3 separate regions of the Sus scrofa genome follow, and regions 1 and 3 are each linked to region 2. The links are chromatin contacts, called in public targeted proximity ligation maps. All regions are on one chromosome and are shown on one strand. The core of a region is the stretch at or near the end of the contact, and the rest is flanking DNA. Distances in the headings are between cores, read along the strand shown. Region 1 has its middle 32 kb from the start of TRIB1. Region 2 overlaps NSMCE2 (E3 SUMO-protein ligase NSE2). Region 3 has its middle 140 kb from the start of TRIB1.

Region 1 (2,700 bases), core at 33-2,532, 270 kb before region 2:
AACTGCCTTTTTTTTCTACATATGAACTTAGATATAAATGATGAGAGAAGTTATATTCATAATAGCCCAGAAACGGAACTGCTTATGTGTCTATCAACAGGAGAATGAACAAGCAAACTGTGATATATCCATACAATGGAATACTACTAAGCAATAAAAAGGAATCCTGCTGGTATACACAAAACTACGGGAGCATCTCAAAAGCGTTATGCCAAGGGAACAAAGCCAGATAGAGAAGACCACATACTATATGTTTCCATTTATACAAATCTCTGGAAAATGTGAATTTAATAAACGGCAGCTATGAGCAGATCGGTGGTAATTGGGACCAGGTACAAGGGAATATGGGATAATAGAAATATGTTGCATATCATAACAGAACAAAGGGTGGGGGAAAAAATGTAATTGTAATGTATACATGTAAGGATAACCTGACCCCCTTGCTGTACAGTGGGAAAATTTAAAAAAATTATTAAAAAAAAAAAAAAAAAGCCTATCAAGGAACATAAAAAAAAAAAAGAAATATGTTGCATATCATGATTATAGCGGTGGTTACATGGGTGTATACATTTGTTAAGCTCATCAAACTATATGCAGTTTATGCATCCTATTTATGTAAATTATACCACTCAAATTGGAACTCGAGCTTCCCAGAGGCCAAAGCAAAAAGAGAAAAAGAAATATTCACAAGCTTTCCTATGCCCAGAGGAGAAAAATTGCAAAGTTCATAAAATAAAATTGGATCACAGAGATATGGTGGCTTCTGAGCATTGTGGGAACACAGAAAAGGAAGTGACTCATTCTGTTTGGGAAAACCAGGAAATGCTACAGAGATGAGGGTAGGGGGAAAAAAATTGCTAATGCTGACTGTTTGGGGAACGTGGATGTGAGAGGGTGGGATCGGGCTTCTGGATGGGAAACAATCAGCTTAACTCATTTCCTAGTTGTCCTTCAACTCTAAAGAGGGGGGATCGGAGGTCACATTCTCAGGAAGCAGGAAGCAGGCTGGGGCCAGAGCCTCCGTCTCTGCAGGGCCTGAGGAAGGAACTGTCACCCCACAGCCGGGAGGGGACATGTCATTTATTTACCCACCAGTGTGTCACAGATCCCTCCAAACGAGGCTCAGAGCCCAGCTGGACCTTGTCTGGAAGGCCTTCGCTGGGTCAGCACTAACCCTCTGGCTGCCGGTGTGTGCGGAGGTGGGGGTCCCCGGGGGAGGGTCGGAGCTGCGGGAGAGGCGAAAGGATGACCAGCCCGTTCAGAGCGTGTTAGGATCTTAGCAGGCGATCCGGCTGCTGTGTGGGTCCGTTATCAGCGGTGGCCCCTCCCACGCGGATGGACCTCCCCTCCCAGCTGCCTTCCGCAGCCAGAGTCAGGCCTGATTATCACCAGCTAATGAGAATTCCTGGTCTTGGTCATCTGCCCACTTTCAGGAATTTGCTATTCATGAGAAATGTCAACTTTACGAAAACGAGCCCTGTGTGTCAGCTCTTTTTCCCACATTCAGGGTTTACAGCTGACAGGAGTTTGTTTCACATGATTTGCTGATGGGAGAAGAGGTCGTAATCCAGGAAACAGCTCTAGCAAATCATCCCTGAGCCAGCAGGGTGTTCTGGAACATTCTTTTTATTTTTCCCCTTAGAAACCACTTGAAAAGGGAAGCGTTGGGATTTAAACAAGGTTAAAGTGGAAGACTTGGTGCCCAAAGGGTTCATGTTCCCAGGGTAGCCCAGAATGGCTACAGGATTGAGAAGGATTCTGGAAACTTCGAGGGAACCCCCAGTGCCTGCCAGAGGAGAATTGTTATTCAGGAGTATAACACCTCATGATATGACATTGTTTTATTCACTCATAGGATTGAAACTAGTGAGTCCACTATGTAGACAAGGATAAAATGCAAGCTCTCTGGTCCCGGGTAAGTAGTGCGGCTCATTTCAACCAAGCACCATCCCCTCAAGCACGTCTGGTCATTTGACTTTCTTTTTGCTCCTAATCTGACTTCTGGACCAACAGAGAATTAACTTCATAAAGATAACAATGCCAGCCTGTGGAATTCTCACAGGGCATGTCCAGAGGAGGCATATGCTTTTGACCACAAGACTGGGAAGGGATATTTCTGAGGGAGAACTAACTTCCTTAAAGGGAGAGACCCTAGCTTTTAGGGGTTTGAAACAATAACTCTGGATGGAGCCAAGCACAGGAAATATTAAAGCTCTCCAAACACTCAGAGAGAACAGGAAGGGCCTGCCACCCATCCCCAAGCAGTGCCGGGTCTCCTCCAGGGCTCATCCAGCCTCCACCAAGTTCCCAAAGAAACGTGACATCCTAGAGCCATAATCCTGATGAATGGGTTTGTATGGCACCCCAATGTTTATGAGGGCTCTCAACCAAGCTTCCCACAGCCCACCAAGGAAGGTTGAGAAGGCTTTACTGAGATTGAGACACTGAGGCTAGGAAAAAGACCCCAAGCTCATTTAGTTAGTCAAGGGAAAAACAGCCTAGTTGTCAACAGCTTTGTCTCTGCAGTCTTGCTGAAACCCTGGCTGGCTGCCTTCAACTCATTGCCTTACTCCCTGGAGCTGGTTCCCTGCCCCTGCAGTATGGCGCATGCTCCAGGAATGGGGTTCCATGGCCACACTACCAGGGGTCAGAGCTCCATCATGTACCAGTTGAGTGACGGTGGACAGGTTATTTCACCTC
Region 2 (2,700 bases), core at 5-2,504:
CTACAACTCAAAGTGAATTCAACAAACTACATCTGTCCTGAGGCATGGAGATGTCATGAAAAGAGCCTTGAATTACATATCAAAAAAACCAAGGTTCAAGTCACACCTTGAGACTAAGCATGTGACCCAAGCATGTCCCTTAACCTTCCTGGGGCTCAGAGTCCATCATATCCTCCTTACTAACTGGGTAGGTTACTGTGATGATTCAAGGGGTCAGGATTCCAGGAGGGCTCCTCACCCCTCACCCGGGGCAAAGAGAGTTGGTTTCAGACTTTTTTCGTCAAAGGGCCAGGGCACTGAAAGAAGAAACTGATGACATTTCCAAATCTGGTTTAAGCAAACCATCAACAGCCTGCAGGCAGATATCAAATAACCAGGGAAGTCAGAGAATTGAATTCACTAACATCCACTAGGCTAGGCCTCCAGAACAAATGAATCACCAAACTGATACCTATCCCACACATGGGCTTTGTTACAGTTTTATTGAAACTGGATCACAATGCACTGCTTATGATTAAATCTTTTTTTTTTTTTTTTTTTAATTGGCTAGCCTGGAAACCTAGCCACAATGTTATTTCGATGGGAAACTGCATTCCAGGATTCAATTCAGGAATCCAAACGCTGGGAGTCTATCTTTTCTCTTTCCAGCTCCAAGAGCTAACAGCGACTCCCTTCTGATCTTCCTTCACCCTTTGGTGCTGTGGCCATTCAGATATCAGATGTCCGATGAGGACAGGCAAGGTCTAATAACTATATGCCATCTTTCACTTTTTTTCCTTTTTTTGTTACAACACATTCTCTTTTATCTACCATTGCCCGGTGAGGGGCATAGGAAAAATACTATTCTTACTCCCATTTTAGAAATGAGGAAGCTGAAGTACAGAGGTTTACGTGACTTGTCCAAGGTCACAGCCTGGCAGAAAGAGGATTAGAAGCCAGATCTTTATTTCCTAGCCCAACACTCTTATCAACGAAACACCAGCTGCTGAGAAATGGGGAGAAGGAAGTGAAGGTGATTGTGATTTACTGAGACGGACTTTTAACATAATTTCATCTGGCTTTGTGAATGTTCATTAATTTCCTTCTTCATTGTTGCCTGATGAGTTAGTCACTAAAACCATCAGATCAGAAAGTATAAATTGTTTTATATTATTTCCTCATTGTTACCGATAGATGTTCAAGTTTAAGTGTTTCATAATAAAGTGACTCAGAGACTAAGCAAGCCCAATCTACATTAGTCACTTGTTGAACTGTTACGTGAGATTTCCACCAAACTCTTGGGAGGTGGTGAGGCGGAGAAAAGGGGTAGGGAGGGAAGACAGAAATAAACATTTACCAAAAAGATGACTAAATTAAGGACCAAAAATGAATGTAAAATCTACACATTTATCCTTCCAGTTCAAGCTGGGGCATGAGAAAATGAATGGGAGGAGACAGCCCAAGCCACCTATGACCACTTATTCCGAGTTTAGGTGGTTTACAAGAGATCACCAATTTAAATGTGGTAGACATTTCCGTGACAGGAGAAAGAAGTTAAAAGTTAACAGGACAGAACGCTGAGCCCTTGCCTTTATACGGCACTTTTACCTCTCAAGGGCTTTCACATATGTTATCGCATTTTTTAATCAAGCAATCACTCTGTGATAGGCAGGGACAGATACTACTAAGTTCATTTTGCGAACCTGCTTAAGGTCACACAGCTTCTCCCTGGAGAGGGAGAGAAGAAAACTCAGTCGTTAAATGGAACATTAACACCAAACAATGTACTACTGTCATGGAATCACACACACTTTACCTTCCAAGGCAGAGCACTTTCATTCCATATGATGGCAGAAAATACCATTACTATTACAGAAAATGTGGCAGGACATGGTCTAACTCTACCTACGTCATTTCGAGGTGCTTTCAGTCACATCTTAAGAATTTCTCCTAAGAAAAAAAACTGAGCTTCTGACATTTTTGCTGAGGCTTTTGAAGACACGGTGTAACTACCCCTCATGAGCTCAGTTTAATTTTGATTCTGTAAGAGGGATGTCCCGAGCACACCCAGGATCTAGTCCATTGAGAGCTCCGATTTAGTGCTTCATGTGTCATTACTGGCTCCGGTGTCATGGCGGGGGCAAAAATAAGCCTCAGGGTGACAGAGTACCTGATGCGTGGAGTGGCTTTGCTCCTTGGTACCAGTAACATTCCAAGAAACGCAAATAGATGAGGCAGCTGGAAGGCAGGTACTGGAGCATGTGGGACCCCTGGATGTCAGTTAAGGAGAAAGTAAAAAGCAAGCAAGTCAGGACGTCTGGAAATCAACTGGGGGGTGCAATCACATCAAACTATTCCTGGCTATTGTTTCCAATTTCAAGTAACACTGACTTGGCCTTTCTAAATATCATTCTGTATTAGAAGAAAACTAAATGATTACTTTAAGATGAAAGAAAGGGTAGGAAAAATAATTAAACTGACTTGGTGTATTACTCTAGTCCATGAGATATGCATGTAAGAATTTTTCACTATTTTAAGGAACGCTATATATTATGTGACAGAAAGTTCCCTTAAAAAAAAAAAAAAAAGAAAAAAGGCCCAGAAAGAAATGAAATTCAAAAAGCTCAAGTGGTTAAACTATCAGGTTGGCCATGGCACAAAAGAATGAAAGATTAAGTGTCACTATTACTAGAAGCTTGATGCTTTTAAGAGAGAAACAGA
Region 3 (2,700 bases), core at 5-2,504, 380 kb before region 2:
CCTTAAGAGGCCACTAGCAGCCCCTGCCACAAGGATGTGAGATGGGAGTCACGAAATTAATGAGGACACGGTTGTCATAATCTGGGGAGAGATGAAAAGGGCCTGAGCAAGGGAGGGGGTGGGGAGGGCATGGGGAAGGGGCTGCATGTGTCAGGTGTCTGGGTGGGCATTTGGCAGGACCTGGTGAGGGATGTGGACAGGAAAGGAGGCCCAAGAGTCAGGAACACCATCCATGCAGGCAGGGAATGGATAAGACAAATGGTTTGAGGGAAGGCTGTGAGTGCCACTGTGGACATGAGATGTGGACATGGATGCCTGAAGGCCAGCCAGAGATGTGCAGTAAGCAGAAAGTTGCATGTTCAGGAGGTCAGGAGAGAAATCTCTTCCTGGGAAAGCCATCTGGGGGTGTCGGCCTTTCGACAGCTGAGGTCTTCAGCTTCAGTAGAGTTAAGGATGTAGGACCCAGATAGAGCAACGGGACAGCATCGCAGCGTGGAAGGGGCACAGGAGGCTGACCTTTGTGAAGTCTAAGGGCAGGAGAAGAATCAGGGGTATTCATGCCCTCAGTCAGTTGCATCCCCCTGTTGAAGCAGATTAAAGAAAAGCCCCTCTCATAGCTACACTCTTTGGATTTTGAAATCCACTTAGTCTTCAAGTCTGGGGCTTGTAGTGGCTCTTTGAGATTATTCATCCTAGCATGCTGTTCTCTTTCCTGTCAGAGTCCTTTAATCCTTCCTTTTGTAACAAAGCCTTTCTTTAACTCTCCTTAATACAGAGATAAGTAGATGATTGATAGATAGATAGATAGATAGATAGATAGATAGATAGATAGATAGATAATAAAGAGAAAGAGAATAAATGGGTGGAAGGGTTGGTGAATGGATGGATGGAAGGGTGGGTGGGTGGATGGATGGATGGATGCATGCATGCCTGCATGGAAGGTGGGTGGATGGATGGATGGATAGAAGGGTGGATGGATAGATGGATGGATGAATGGATGGATGGAAGGGTTGGTGGATGGATAGCAGATAGATAGGTTTCAGGAAAAGATTAATTCACAAGAAAAATTGAGAAGGGACATAGGGGAGGCAGGAGGAGAAGCAGGAGTTAAGGTGGAAGTGAAATGTGACCCCAACATTAGTTAAGAGGAAGGCTATGACGCATCCATTGGATTTGCCGCAAGAAGGTCGCAGATGATCTGGACAAGAGCAGTTCCATGTTGTGGCAGAAGCCAGACTGTAGTGGGTGGAGGTGGAGAAATGAGTGGAAGATGAGGAAGTGGAGACAACTGCTTTCTCCCTCTTCTCTACCTAAAAGGCCTGGCTCAAATGTCGCCTCCTCCACAAACTTTCTCTGATCCTCTCCTCTTCCTCCAGTTCTCAGAGCATCCAGTCGCCTGTCTGCCACAAACCAGTGGCTAAGCTCCTAGGGTAGGAGGCCCATGCCTCTGGATAAACTCAAAGTCACAGAAAGAGCACTGGATTTAGAGTCCAGAAGCATGGGCTCAAACCCTGAAAAACTGTCCAGCCACCTGTCCGGGTTCCCACGAGGGAAGCACATCCTGTCTGACTCGGCCATGAATGGGCTCTGGGCCCTGCCACATGCCCATCCCCGCACACCATCGAAGGTGCCTCCCAGCTGGTCAGCATCCAGTAAAGGACCACAGTCTGCCCGGCCACTGCCCTCATATGATACCTTGGCCATGAGAAAACGTAGGAACATCTGAGATGGCCATGAACATGCCTCTTTCCTGCAACCTCCAGGACAGGTCAAGGCCAGAGGCAGTTTGTATTAGAAGAAAATGTCCATGAGTTCCCATGTGGCACCAAAGGTTGAGGATCCACCATTGTCGCTGCTGTGGCTCCAGTTGCTGCTGTGGCACAGGTTTGAACCCTGGCCCAGGAACTTCCATGTGTCTCCAGCACAGCTTAAAAAAAAAAAAAAAAAAAAAAAAAAGGAGAAAGATAAGAGGAAGAAGAAAATGTCCAAACTGTTCCTGGGGGTTCTGTAAGGAGCCCAACTACTCCTGCCTATCACCCTGGCCTGTCACTACCTAGACCTGTCACTCTGGGTCAACTCTAATCACTCAGACCAAGGCTCCATCATGGGCAGAAAGAGCCATGTATAGCCAGCCACAAAGCTGACCTCTATAGGCCCTTCCCTTGTATTGGACACAGTTCTAACCTGGGGCTTATATCGAGTCCATTAACCTCAGCATGACTCTGTGAGATACCCACGAGTCTTATCCCATTTTATGAACTGGGAACCTAGGAAAGACCAGGCCCTGGAGTAAGCTGACATTTTCAGAGCCAAATCTCTTCTCTTGGCAGAATCATGAGGGAACGAGCATGGAAGGAGAAGGCAGCGTACAATTTTACTGGGCACCGTATATCTCATGTTATCCTCACAACACCTCCGTAAGGGCCTGCATTTCATGGATGGCCAGACAGAGGCTTGGAGAGGGTCAGGGTGGCTCAGCGGGCTAGTGATGAAGTACAGGGCTATGATTTTAACCCTAGGCCACCCCTGTTGTTGAATCTGCTTGATAATTCTCAACTTGGAGAGGCAGGTAATGTGATCCCCACGACACGGATGAGAAAACTCAGGCTCCAGCAGGTAGAAATGACTTGGCCAAGGTTGCGGTGAGATCGGAGGGCTAGGAATTTGAACCCAGACCTCTGACTTTGAAGCCTGTTGACA

Evidence for each region.
Region 1: a contact with region 2 is called in a targeted proximity ligation map of alveolar macrophages. A contact is called at or near these places in 1 of 47 Hi-C or Micro-C datasets (skeletal muscle) and 2 of 2 datasets of targeted methods (alveolar macrophages and skeletal muscle).
Region 3: a contact with region 2 is called in a targeted proximity ligation map of alveolar macrophages. A contact is called at or near these places in 2 of 47 Hi-C or Micro-C datasets (both in liver) and 1 of 2 datasets of targeted methods (alveolar macrophages).

Annotation. Positions count from the first base shown.
Region 1 is chr4:14,264,644-14,267,343 of Sscrofa11.1, forward strand. No RefSeq gene overlaps it. Among named protein-coding and RNA genes, the nearest start is that of TRIB1, 32 kb to the right of the region's middle.
Region 2 is chr4:14,535,982-14,538,681 of Sscrofa11.1, forward strand. All of the region lies in intron 3 of NSMCE2 (E3 SUMO-protein ligase NSE2), which reads right to left. Among named protein-coding and RNA genes, the nearest start is that of WASHC5, 61 kb to the right of the region's middle.
Region 3 is chr4:14,153,942-14,156,641 of Sscrofa11.1, forward strand. No RefSeq gene overlaps it. Among named protein-coding and RNA genes, the nearest start is that of TRIB1, 140 kb to the right of the region's middle.